Regions from separate parts of the Sus scrofa genome. Here regions 1, 2 and 3 are each linked to region 4. The links are chromatin contacts, called in public Hi-C and HiChIP or PLAC-seq maps. All regions are on one chromosome and are shown on one strand. Each heading gives the region's core, a stretch centred on a gene start, on an enhancer-like site or on the middle of the called end of the contact. The rest is flanking DNA. Distances are from core to core; before and after follow the strand shown.

Region 1 (3,052 bases), core at 310-2,809, 180 kb before region 4:
GTGGTTAACGAATCCGACTAGGAACCATGAGGTTGCGGGTTCGATCCCTGGCCTTGCTCAGTGGGTTAAGGATCTGGCGTTGCTGTGAGCTGTGGTGTAGGTCACAGACGTGGCTCGGATCCCGCGTTGCTGTGGCTCTGGCGTAGGCTGGTGGCTACGGCTCCGATTAGACCCCTAGCCTGGGAACCTCCATACGCCGCGGGAGCGGCCCAAGAAATGGCAAAAAGACAAAAAAAAAAAAAAAAAAAAAAAAAAAGGTTCCTCTTTCCAACACACCGGAAGTTTTCTTTAAACCTCGGAATGGATTTACTTTTGGCCCAAGTTCGAGTGGGTGACAGTTCCATGTTGAAAGGGAGGGCCCGGGCCCTGAGGTCTGTGGCCCACTCACCTCCGGGCACGTGGGTGGGTGGGGGAGGGGTGACAGCCCAGCGATGCCGCCCGGAGGCCAAGCTGCAGCCCTGGCCTGTCAACCCAGAGAAGTGTTTGCAGCGGTCAAGTCCACTGTGGGGGGGCCAAGGGCGTGTGGTGGCAGGACGTTCGGACTAAACTGGCACAGAGCTGACAGCCTAGAAAACCCTCCTTTAAAAGCATGAAATAGGTTAGGGCTCTTTCACCTGAAAGGAACGTGGCAGCAGGCATTTGTGGCCCGGGGCAGAGTTGGACGTAGAGGGCCAGCCTGCTGCATCTTGCTGCACCCCAGCTCCAGTCCACACCAAGAGGTCACCTTAGGTCCCAAATGTCTCTGGAACTCCAGCCAGTGAAAGGGTGCCACCTGGCACCTCCTCGTCTGACGGTCCTCTTTCCTCCATGGGCTCCTTTGCCCCGGTCCGCGGGCTATTTGTTCAGGGCTGCGGTCACGCGTGGAACTCAGGGGACCTGAACTATCTTTGCATCTCGGGGATCATGACTCCAGCCTCCCGGGGCCTCTCAGATCCACCCGAGACATGCGTGGTGGACAGGCAGCATCCTGGGTGCGCTTCAGGACCTGGGCAGGATGCCCCCCTACCCCAGCCCAGCATGGACCCCACCCCAGGGCAGCTGCCGGCTTCGGGGAGGAGGCGTTTGGTGGGAATAGATTTGTACGGAACACCAACCCCCATCCCCACCCCAAGAGAGGAGTTTACTGATAACCTGCCACCTGCCTGCAGTTTGGACTGATTTTCTTGCTTCCTTATGGCATCTTGGCTGGGCAATGGGGCCGTCCCATCCCGTAGGAGCAGAAACTGGGGCCCTGAGCGCCCGCGGATCCAAGGCCGTCAGGAGGGCAACAGCCAGGAGAGTGTGGTGCCTCCAGGGCATGAGTGGCACAGAGGGATCCCCGGCCACTGAAGGAGGCACCCAGGACCCAGTCCCCTCCTGGCTCAGCTGCCTGAGCCCCCAAGGGCAGGCCAGGCCCCCGCAGAGCTGTTTCAACACGCGTGTTCTACGTTCCAGGGCAGAGGCCCGTCTCCAAGGAGAGCGGGGCCAGCCGTGCGTCCCACAGGAAGCCAGCCCCCGTCACTGCCCTGCGGCCGGCACATTCCAGAGGCCCTCGGGGACACGGCCCTGGGCCTCCCGGGCTGGCTGCCCTCCCGCGGGGCTGGGCGGCCTCTCTCGTACGTGACTGCCCGTGAGTGCACAGGCCGTGTGTGGGTGTGTGCCGGGCCCGGGTGCAGGAGCAATGCTGTGTGGACTTGTCATCTGAAACAAACCAGTCGGCAGAGACGTCAAAGCCGCCGGCAGTGCCTGCCTGGTTGAGCCTGAACAATGATGCTTTTTTTAGCCTGACAACCTGTTAAGCGGCAGGAGCTGGGAGCAGCGGTAAAGGCGTCCCCCAGCCCGTTGCTGGAAGAGACGCCAGGCAGAGCGGGCTGATGGGTGACAGGCTGATGGGCTGACCTCGCGCTGGAGGCTGGGGTTCAGCCTGGGGTCTCCTTGGTGGAGGAGGCTGTCACTTAGCCCCTGGGACTGTTTTCAGACCTGAGGTTTCAGTGACACCTGCTGACGTCAAAAGCTTCAGGACTGGAGGCAAACCAGTAAAACAGGGCGAAGCCAACCTGCAGTTTTTCTCTCTAAAAAGACATACTAGGAAGTGAATGCTGGGAAGTAAAAACCAAGCCAGAGCTGTGGAAGGCTTGGGGTTCTTCCTAGAGCTCCAGGGGTCCCCAGCCTGAGATGGCTCTTGAGGAGCAAATGAGCTGAGGGCTGGGGTTGGTCAGAGCCTTCCAGCCCCCTTGGTGGACGTGGGGCCGCCGGGGCGGGGGGTTGGTGGGGTAACACCAAGTGATGTGCTTTCAGCCCGACAGTCAGCACGACGATGCTGCAGAACCACGTGCCCTGGGTTCTGATCCAGGGACCGGCTCTCCTGGGAGGGGCCGTGGGGGCTGCAGCCTCGGAGCAGAACCCCATGCGCGGCTGGCTCCACACTCACTCACGGGGTGTGAGCGTTGTATCAGCGGGAGGAAACTCCCACCAGGCGCCTGTTTGGGGCGCTCCCCTCGCCGGATTCTGGCTGAGCTGAGTCACCTGCATGATGGATTTGGGGATCTGACTGCACCCAAACTTTCCACTCCGCCAGGAGCACCTTGAGCCAGCAGCCTCTGCCTCCTGGAGCCTTTCCCGTCCAGGCCCGGCTCGTGCATGGCCCGGAGCTGGGGAGGGCTGGGCACCCTCGAGTCAGTGGACATGAGGCTTGATGTCAGGGCTTCCCTGTTACACAGCCCCCGCCAGGGCCCGCTCCCCGCTGCAGACCCAGCAGGCCTGCCTCGTGTGGTTGGAGTGTGGTTTCCGCCCCAGCACACCTGCTGCAGTGGCTCCACCAGGGCCATCGGGCTCCCCGGGCCCCACCCCTGGCAGCTGGGAACCTCTCTCCGTTCCCTCGGCAGATGCCCGGAGTCTGTGGGGCCTGCCCTTTGCCTGCCCACTGTGGGGTCCCTGGGAACCCACTGTCTCCATAGTGATGACAGAATCTGCCCATCTGTCCTCACGGTCAAACCAGGAGTCAGGGTCAGGGAGGTGGGGCGTGTGTGTGCGTGTGCGTGTGTGTGTGCGTGTGTGTGCGTGTGTGTGTGTC
Region 2 (3,110 bases), core at 57-2,556, 130 kb before region 4:
CAGCCTGTGACAAAGGAAGGGGCCGCAATCCCAGGAGCTGGAAAGGCCGGAGACCGAGCCTCTCCTGCAGCCTCCGGGCGGAACCAGGCCCGCCCGCGCCTGACGGCCCAGTGAGAGCCGAGTCGGACTCCTGAGCCCAGGGGCCGTAAGGGAATAAATCTGCCTTTGAGGACACTGGGCTTTTTGGTCCCTTGTTATAATGACAGGACTCTGGCACTGAGCCATGAGCCCCCGGAAATGTCCACCCCGCCCTGCGCAGCGTGGACCCGGGAGGCAGGTACAGCCTGGGGTCCCCGCCGGAAGCATGAGGGTCACGACACCCTGGTTAAGGGCTGGGCGGTTCAGGGAGAAGACGCATCCAGGGTCTCAGCTTGGTGACCACGCATAGGAGGCCTGGACCCCACGGCCGGCGCCAGCTCCTCCCTCCCAGGACGTGTGTCCAGAATGCGTGCTTGTCCACTGGTGCGGTTAGGGCTTGTGGCTGCGGCGGGGCATGAGGAAGCCTGCAGGGTGGGCAGCAGGGGGTGGGCTTCAGGCTGTGGAGGGAGGAAAGGGGGGGCCGTGTCCCTCCCAGGATGAGCAGAGGCGTGAGCGCAACCCAGGGCGTCAGCTCATCTTGGAAAGCGCCCAGGCCCATGGCCTTGCGTGTCCTAGAGCCACAGGCAGAGGGGTCTCTCCTGAGGAACCCCGAGTCGGGCACGCATGGAACTGGGGTGCCCAAGGGCCTCTGGGCCCTCTCCTGCCTGGAAAACCAGTGGTGCCAGAGCGCGGGCCCTGGTCACCAGCTGTCAGAGATGCCAGGGGAGCACAGGCCAGGCTCTGTGGATGGAAGGGCACCCCGGACTCCACCCCGGGCTCCACCCCGGCTCCACCCCACTCCAAGGGCCCTGTCTGCCCATCCCCCACCTCTGGGGCCAGTGCCCACTGCTCCCTACCTCCTGGGGGGCCTGAGGGCTCCTGAGGCTGAGGCAGGAACCCTGGGGGGGGGGGCCTTGTGCCTCTGTCCCCTTACCCTGGGCCCCAGGGACCACCTGCCTGCTCTGGCAATGGCACCAAGGCTGGGGGCACCCCCAACCCCCACTGCCTAAGGGAGCAAGGGAAAGAGGAGCCCCCTAGATGCCCTGGCCCCTCTCGGTGGTACGTGTCTCAACCTGGCTGCCCCCTGCCCAGCCAGGCGCCCGCCCTGTTCCCAAGGCCCGCCGCATCCACTGCATTGTAGGGGCCGGAAGCTTAGCACACGGGCAACTATTTGCAGCCAGACGCCCCTCCCATGTCCTCTCAGCCCAGCCCCCTCCGCTGGCCCAGGACGCCTGCACCATGAGTCATGGCCACGCTGGTGTCAAGCTCCTGCCCAGACATTGGGGGCCACACCCTGCAGGAGCGGGGCACCAACCCAGCTGGCAGCCTGGGGCAGGTGAGGGGAGAGGGGGCCTGTGCTGCCCCGAGCCATCTGGGCTGCCGCTCTCAGGAAGGCCCTTGCTTGGCCAGCTCGGCAGGCCCGGGCGGTTGCGGCACCAGGAGGACACTTCGGCCTCACGTTGCGTGGTCTCATCCTAAGTGGCTCAGAGGTCAGGTTCCCTGTCCAGCGGTGGCCGGTTCCAGCCCCTGCTGGCCAGGAAGAGCCAGAACTGCCACTGGCCCCTTAAAAGCCAGACTGTCCAGAGGTGGGTCCACCCAGAGGGCACAGGGCAGGCGAGGGCACGCAGTGCGGGAGGCGGGCAGGCAGCGGGGGAGCCTCCAGAGGCCTGAGCCACTTAATGTGGCCAGGAAGACACCCACAGTCACGTCGAGCCCCTGGGAATGGGAGTGGGGGGAGCAGCAGCCCCTGCTCTCATCCTGGCCCTGCCTCAGCCCAGCTTGGCCCCCGCTGCCCTTCTTCATCCTCTGGCCTCTGTTTCCGAGGCACCAGGTCAGGCCAATTAGATGAGCTCACTTTTAAGACTGGCCTGGCATAAGCGCTGGGGGGTGGCCCTGAAAGAGACGTCTGCCCGGATGTGGAATGTGGCCCTTGCAGGTGTGATGGGGCCAAGGACAGAGATCAGGGCGTCCAGCATCCGGGTGGCCCTAAATCCGATGACAGAAAGCAGACACAGATACGCAGGGCGGGGCTGTGAGGACAGACGCAGAAATTGGGGCGCTGCGTCTAGAGGCCCAGGAGCACCAGCAGGAGCAGGACAGCCTGGGTGGGACCCGCCCTCATGGCCTTGGCTGCGGGCTTCTGACCTCCAGACTGTGAGAGAATGAATTGCTGTGGTTTGAGCCACCCGGTTTGTGGCGACTTGTTACGGCAGCCCCAGGAAATGGCTACGCCCAGGGACTCGGCGCAAGGGACACCCAGGGACTCGGCGTGAAGGACACGCCAGTGACTCAGCCCCGCCAGGAACGGCGGGACGGGGGCTGGGGTGCGGGGTGGGGAGGGAAGGCCCTCAGACGCGGCCATAGGGTCACCCGAGGTGGGGGAGCAGAGGGTGACTGGACCCCACTCAACCCCGTCGAGTTGTCGACTAGCACGGGGGGCTTTTCTGCACCATGGCAGAAGGCAGCTCGTCTTTCTGTCCCCTTCCTCCTGTCCTCAGAGGGCACAGCACCAGCTTCCTGGGGCGCCCTGCCCAAAGCGGCCCCCCCCAGGGCATCCCCCCCCTACACTGAGGGTGTTGGTGGGTGGAGCCAGAGAAGCCTGGCCCCTGAGGCAGGAAGCACGGCGCTAGGGCCGCCAGGTCGATGGGTCCCGGAAAGAGTCTGAAAGTTCCACTGGGGTGTGGGGGCCCCCTCACTGCACCCCTGCTGGGCTGGACCATCCCTTGGCAGGAGTGGGGATAGGGTGGGACCCCCGGGAACACTTCCAAGTGGATTTGTAGGTTCTCTGAGGAGGGGGGAGGGTAACCAGCGATTCTGGGAGGAAGGACAAGATGGGCCTGAGTGAGGGGTGAGGTCGGGAGCCCCGGGTACCCCATGTGCTTGGGGCCCAGCCGTGGGCTCTAGTGTGACAGCAAAACGAGGGGTCTGACCTCCAGGAACCCCCTCCGCCCCCCCGAAGCCCAGGGCTGAGGGCACACGGTGTCCCAGGAGCATGTGACAGCAGTGAGGTCCCCTGCCCGGCCCCAGGCTTG
Region 3 (2,896 bases), core at 367-2,866, 150 kb after region 4:
CTAAAGGCCCAGAGTAGATAACGCCACATCTGAAAGCCGACCTATTTGGAAGGGACGGCGCAGTCGAGAGTCAAGCTGCCCTTTGAGCCGCGGCCGCAGCCCCGTCTCCCTCGAGGCCAGGATGCCGGCAGCTGCCCTGCTGGGCAGGCAGCCCTCGAAGGTGCCCAGGCGGGTAGGTCGCTGGCTTTGTGCCGACTGAACTTGGCACCACAGCTGCCGGCACGCGTGACCTCTGCTGTGGGTTCCCGGAGGCTCACAGTGCCGGAGAGGTGACATCTTGAAGGGCCGTGTGGGGACAGCGACGTGACTGAATTCTAGGGCCTTGAGAGTCACCCCCCCCTTTTTTTTTTTTTGGTCTTTTTAGGGCTGCACCCGTGGCATATGGAGGTTCCCGGGCTAGGGTCGAATTGGAGCTGTAGCCCCTGGCCTACACCACAGCCACAGCAACACCAGATCTGAGCCGCATCTGCGACCTACACCACAGCTCACGGCCATGCTGGATCCTTAACCCACTGAGCAAGGCCAGGGATCGAACCTGCATCCTCATGGATGCTAGTCAGATTCATTAACCGCTGAGCCACAACAGGAACTCTGAGAGTCACCCTTGAAATAAGGAGTTCCTGTCATGGCGCAGTGGTTGACAAATCTGACTAGGAACCGTGAGGTTGAGGGTTCGATTCCTGTCCTTGCTCAGTGGGTTGAGGATCCGGCATGGCCTGTGAGCTGCGGTGTAGGTCGCAGATGTGGCTCAGATCCTGTATTGCTGTGGCTGTGGTGTAGACCGGCAGCTGCAGCTCCGATTCGACCCCTAGTCTGGGAACCTCCATATGCTGCGGGTGCGGCCCTAAAAAGACAGATAGATAGATAGAAATACCGTGAGAAGGGGAGGCGGGACTGCTGGCGGCCGTGGACGGTGGTTTAGGGGGGACACCTCAGTTTGGGGTCTGTTTGGGGTCTCAGTTTGGGTCTGTAGACATCAGCCTCCTTTTCTGAATCTCTGCTCATCACTCTCTGCAGAAACAGAACCAAAATATGACTCTGTTTCTTGGTACAAGGACCTCGAGGCCAGGCCTGTTCGCCAGTGGACTGTGGCTTGGAAGAGCAGGCTGGCGGGCAGCGGGGTGTGCTGAGAGGCCTGGAAACCTGGGTTCAGACCCCTGCCTGTGCCCAGGAGCTGAGCTGGAGGGCCCTGCGGCTGCCCGGCCCACTCCGCTCTGGAGCAGAGCAGAGGCCGCAGAGCTGCCAACAGTCTCTGGCCCGGGGCGGGGGGGGGGTCCCCCTTTCAGAGGCCGCAGAGCTGCAAGGTGGCCTTCCGCGAAGGATGAATGGATGAGTGGTTAAAATGCCTGGTCCTTGAGAAGAAAATCTTTGCATTGTTTCCTGAGGATTCCCAGGCTAAAAAGGACCTTTTTCTACCAGAAGTATGCTTGCAAGATCCTGGAAGAATGTCAGCTGCCCTTTAAAAGAGGTAGTTTTTGCTTGTGTTTTTCGCGGTGACACACATGCTAGCAAAGAGCGCAGGGGCGCCGTTGCCCAAAAGCTCGCTCCTTCCCAGGGGTGCTGCCCGGGGCTGGGGAGGGCGGGGGCTGGGCTCGGTGGCCTGGGTGTGTCCTCTGGCCTGTGCTCTGCAGGCGCGGGACCTGCCCGCTTCCCCGGCCTCTGGAGTCCCCTTCCGATCCAGACACGTCCCAGCCCTGGACCTGTTGCGTCATCGTTTGGTGTTTTTCCGTGAATGTCCAGAATTGCTTAACATCTTGGTTTTCTGACTCTTACGTTGGGGCTGCTGTTTGGGACTCCTCGCCTGTCCTGGCGGAGAGCAAGAACGTGACCGCCCCATTTTCTGCCCTTTCTCACCGTGTCTGCGTGTCTTTGGGGTGTGGGTAGGTGTGTACGCGTGAGCAGGTGTGCAGTTGTGTGGGGTGGCCTGGCTGTCCCGTGCGGTGCCCTGTCTTATGTTTGCGTGACGCCTCACAGGGACCCCTCTGGAGGGGTGGGTGAGTCTGCAAGCAGGTGGCTTCTGTGGCCCCCACGGCAGGGGCTTGGATGTCCCCTGGCGCTCTCCACACGGAGCTGTTGAAATAAGATCAGCCACTTCTCAGGGGGATCCAGAAGAGTGACCCAAAGAGGAGAACAAATGGAGTTTCTCAAGGAGAAAGGACGGTGGGGTGGGGCGGGGTTGGGGGTAGAATGCAGACCCCCCGACCCAGAGCCTTTGGGCCCCCAGTCCCAGTGCTGGGAACTTGGGGTGAGATCCCTTTTCTTAGGGCTTTGCAGCGCAGCCCAGCAAAACCCGACCTACTGTGCGGCCTGCAAGCCGGGGCCGGTGCACTGCGCTGCGAGTGGGACCGAGGCCGAGTGACCGGGTCCAGGGATGTGATGCTGAGGCAGGGACACTCATGGGGCGAAGGTGGCCTTCAGGAGACACATGGCTGTCAGGGATGAGAGGCGTGGGCTGAATTGTGGACGCGGGGCAGGGCACTCGGCCGGGAGGCGAATCAGGGTGACCACAGGCACATGGCTGTGTCGCCTCTTTCCTGATTCCGGTTTCCCGGAAGGGTGACTAAAGGGCTTGCAAAACAAGTGAAGGATTTTGAAGACGGGGAAGTGACCCGTCTTCCTGCCCAACACGAGCTGCTCCCCCTAGAAGGACGTGGCGGTTGGGGCTCCCCCACTCCTGCTGTGCTGAAGGCTCCCCACGGGGTCTCCCTGCAGGGCTGGAGGCTGGTGCCTGGCTGGGCGCACCTGCCACCCCCAGGCCAAGGGATCCGCAAGAGCCAGGGCTGCATTCCCCTGTTCCCCTGTCACTGCTCCTGGTGGCCGGATGCCTCCGGGGCATCTGATGTGCCCTCCCCGGGTGTGCATGTACAAAGTTTGTTGGGGTCTCCCCTGCCCTGGA
Region 4 (3,025 bases), core at 370-2,869:
TTCCTCCTGTTAGGCCAAGGCTCTACCATCTGACGGCCTGATTCAAGCCCGAGTCCACATTCCTGGAAACGTGACCTTGGACACAGCACTTAACCCTCAAAGCCTCGGTTTCCGCCCCGGTGAGACAACTGACAACCTCAGTCTTTGCACGCAAGGCCTGGAGGAGGTGGGGGGACATGGCCCCCACAAGGCCCCGGCATGGGGGACGGGCTGAGCGCTCAGGTAATGTCTGCCCAGGCACTCTGATGGTGACTGGGGGTCCGAGCCTGACACTGGTCCGAGGCTACAAGGTCTAGCCCAGGGCCAGCGCAGAGGTCTGGAACGGAGCCATCACACGAGAGCATGCCCAGGTTTGGGGGAGCCCCCAGAAGGGGGGTATGCAGGGCAGGTTTCCGAGAAGGGCTTGCCCATTTGTGCACCTGCCGTCACATCTCACAAGATGAGTGACTGCGCTGAACGCCAGGGTGACTAAGACCCACTCCAGCCTGACCAGGAGGGACAGACACACTCAGGACAGACCCACTCCAGCTTGGCCACCCAGGCCTGCCTCTACAGCAGAACAAAGGGGGCTCAGGAGCAGACCCTGGTGTGTTTCTGGAGAATCCCAGGGAAGAGGTGCCAGGAACAGAGGGCAGACAGCCACACTGTGCCTTCCTGGGCTGACCATCTCTGAGGGCAACTGTCTTAGCTCGAGCCACTGTCACAGACCGCCACGTGGCCAGCCCTCACACAGGCTCTTACTCCTCGCAGTTCGGGAAGCTGGACATCCAAGACAGAGGTGCCAGCAGCTGCAGGTTCACGGAGGACTGCCTGCTCCTAGATGCGTCCTTGCAGGCTGCCAGTGCCCTGCCCTGCAAGAGGCCCAGTCGGCCCCGAGGCCCCACCCAGGGGCCCAGGGAGAGGGCAGAGGACCACATGGTTACACCCGCAGACAGCGTGGCTGGCAGGAAGATGAGCCAGGGGTCCAGGGCTCAGACCGTCACCCCACGAGAGACAGAGCTTCCGGGGCCCCGTGGAGACAACCCCTTGGGGTGCCAGGCTGGAAACTACAAAAGCCCCGGCAAACTTTCTCCTATTTGGTAGCCTCTGGAAGACACAGGAGGGGACGGCAGAGATGCCGGAGGGACAGACTTGTGAGGCCGGTGAATCTCAGACAAGCCCACACCTCCAGGCACAGGCCGAGGGCCAGCAGTGTGGTCAGGGGTGTGGGGGCCACCCAGCTGGTCGGGCTGTGCTGTCCAGCTGCCCCATCCAGCCTCCTCGGGGACACTGCCTCAGGACAGACTCGCCCTGGCAGCATCACTTGGTTCCGAGGTGCACAGCCTGTAGGACCAGCCGGGTCTCTGGCCGGAGCCCCACCTCTCAGCTCTCACGTGCTTGCGGTGTGCGAAAGAAATGCACAGATTTTAACGGGAGCCCAAACTAAATGCCCTCAGGAAAAGGAAAACTAGGGCAAAAACACGGGCATGTTCCAAAGGCAGAAGCGAAAGTGGATTCGGACCCCAACCCATCAGATCGGCTTTGCCACGCGGCCCCGCCCCTTTCCGTGACTCTGACTTTCTAAGAATGAAACCCGGCAGATCCGAGCTCTGGGCTCGGCCGGGAGGGAAGGGACAGGGTCTGTTCAGATCCCCTCCCGGAAGATGAGAACTCAGCTGCCCTTGTCTGTTGGCTTTCTTGGGGGCCCGTTCCTTAGTCCCTGGGGCGGGGGGGGGGGGCCGGGGGGGGCACCCAGGGCGAGCCACCCCCCACCCGCCCGGATCAGAGCTTCCTGCTGTGACACAGTCCCGTCCCCTCCCCCCGCTCCCTCCCCCGCGGGGCCAAAGGCCGCCCGCCCAGGCCGCGCTGTTCCAGGACTTGGAAGGGGCAGCGTGTGCCGAGTAGGGCAGGGGTGGCGAGTTTCGGGGACAGGAGAGCCGTCCTGGGCTGTGCAAACCCAGGGCCGCCGGCTGGCGCTGGGGATTAACGTCCTGGCCCGCAGTCGCCGTGACGAATAATTGCAGGACAAACAGGAAGGCCTCTCACCTGCCAGAGCCCCCGGCGTTTCCTACGAAACGACAGCGCCCGGCGGGAACAGGCAGTTTTGTTCTTTGCGCCGAGCCTCTGGGCCGGTGACGTCAGCGGCTCTAAGGCCGCGTCCGGTCTGGTCTGGCCCGGGAGCTGGTCCGCAGGCAGGCACCGGGGCCTCGGAGCCGGGGCCCTGTCCCCACGCCCGCACCTCCGGCCGGGACCCGGCTGCTGACTTCGCGGCTGCTCCCGCTCCCTGACCCGAAGACAGGGCTTTGCTCGGGCAACTTGCAGGAGCAGGATTTTCCCAGCACCGGAGGGAACAAGATGAAGGAGGCTTTGGGCGGCAGGACCCTGGGGAGCAGGACCAGCAGCCTGGGGCGTCCGCCTCAGGTGGCCTCCGCCCAGCATCTGGTCCCTCGGTTGCTGGTTAAGGGGACATGTGCACAGCTGACCTCGGATGAGCAGGGCGTCCAGGTCTGTCCTGCAGGGCTCCGGGCCCTGCCCCCTGGCACAGCCTCCTGCCCAGCGTCTGAGCCCTGTACGCTTGGTCCAGAAGGAGCTGAACGGATCGAGGCGGCCCCCGAAACGTGGGGGGTGAGCGTCCTCCGTGTCCCAGGAGGCCGGCAGCCACGGCCCTGCCGCCAGCAAGCAAACCCAGGTCTGCCCACCACGGACACACAGGGAGGCACCGGAGGACAGCTGTCCACCCTGACCCCCAGGCCCGTTTTCCCCAGCTCCGCCCAGGAAACGCTTGACGACATCAGGTAGAAAAGGACAGGCCCTTTGTGACAGGCCTGCTCAGACCAGACAGGTGACAGAGGGAGCCCCAGGCCTGCCCAGGCCAGGCCCCACCCCTGCCACTGGCTGGAGAACGGGCTGCGGCGGCTGGAAGACAGCGGGCAAGGACGCGGCCGCCTCTGGACGCTCACTCTGGCCTCGCTGCCCTCCACTCGGGAGAGAACCCCTCCGGGGAGACTTGGCGCTTCTTAGTTGTGGCCCAATTCCTGCCAGGATT

The links. Hi-C and Micro-C count contacts between places; a contact is called where the count stands out from the background. HiChIP or PLAC-seq counts read pairs in DNA pulled down with a chosen protein or histone mark.
Region 1: a contact with region 4 is called in an H3K27ac HiChIP or PLAC-seq map of skeletal muscle, with 3 times the contacts expected there. The contact joins two enhancer-like sites. A contact is called at or near these places in 1 of 47 Hi-C or Micro-C datasets (heart right ventricle) and 1 of 2 datasets of contacts at active chromatin or transcription factors (skeletal muscle).
Region 2: a contact with region 4 is called in an H3K27ac HiChIP or PLAC-seq map of skeletal muscle. The contact joins two enhancer-like sites. A contact is called at or near these places in 2 of 2 datasets of contacts at active chromatin or transcription factors (alveolar macrophages and skeletal muscle).
Region 3: a Hi-C map of liver shows a contact between it and region 4, with 5 times the contacts expected there. The contact joins two enhancer-like sites. A contact is called at or near these places in 2 of 47 Hi-C or Micro-C datasets (epiblast stem cells and liver).

What each region holds. Positions count from the first base shown.
Region 1 is chr13:206,357,007-206,360,058 of Sscrofa11.1, forward strand. No RefSeq gene overlaps it. Among named protein-coding and RNA genes, the nearest start is that of CRYAA, 65 kb to the left of the region's middle. Within about 2 kb of position 1,560, at least 40 of the 83 cell types and tissues checked have an H3K27ac peak or open chromatin away from gene starts, as enhancers often do. A contact at or near this core is called in skeletal muscle, where this site is marked.
Region 2 is chr13:206,404,440-206,407,549 of Sscrofa11.1, forward strand. No RefSeq gene overlaps it. Among named protein-coding and RNA genes, the nearest start is that of SIK1, 60 kb to the right of the region's middle. Within about 2 kb of position 1,307, at least 28 of the 83 cell types and tissues checked have an H3K27ac peak or open chromatin away from gene starts, as enhancers often do. A contact at or near this core is called in alveolar macrophages and skeletal muscle, where this site is marked.
Region 3 is chr13:206,681,580-206,684,475 of Sscrofa11.1, forward strand. All of the region lies in intron 1 of PDXK (pyridoxal kinase), which reads left to right. Among named protein-coding and RNA genes, the nearest start is that of PDXK, 6.1 kb to the left of the region's middle. Within about 2 kb of position 1,617, at least 21 of the 83 cell types and tissues checked have an H3K27ac peak or open chromatin away from gene starts, as enhancers often do. A contact at or near this core is called in liver, where this site is marked.
Region 4 is chr13:206,534,587-206,537,611 of Sscrofa11.1, forward strand. No RefSeq gene overlaps it. Among named protein-coding and RNA genes, the nearest start is that of SIK1, 70 kb to the left of the region's middle. Within about 2 kb of position 1,620, at least 48 of the 83 cell types and tissues checked have an H3K27ac peak or open chromatin away from gene starts, as enhancers often do. A contact at or near this core is called in alveolar macrophages, liver and skeletal muscle, where this site is marked.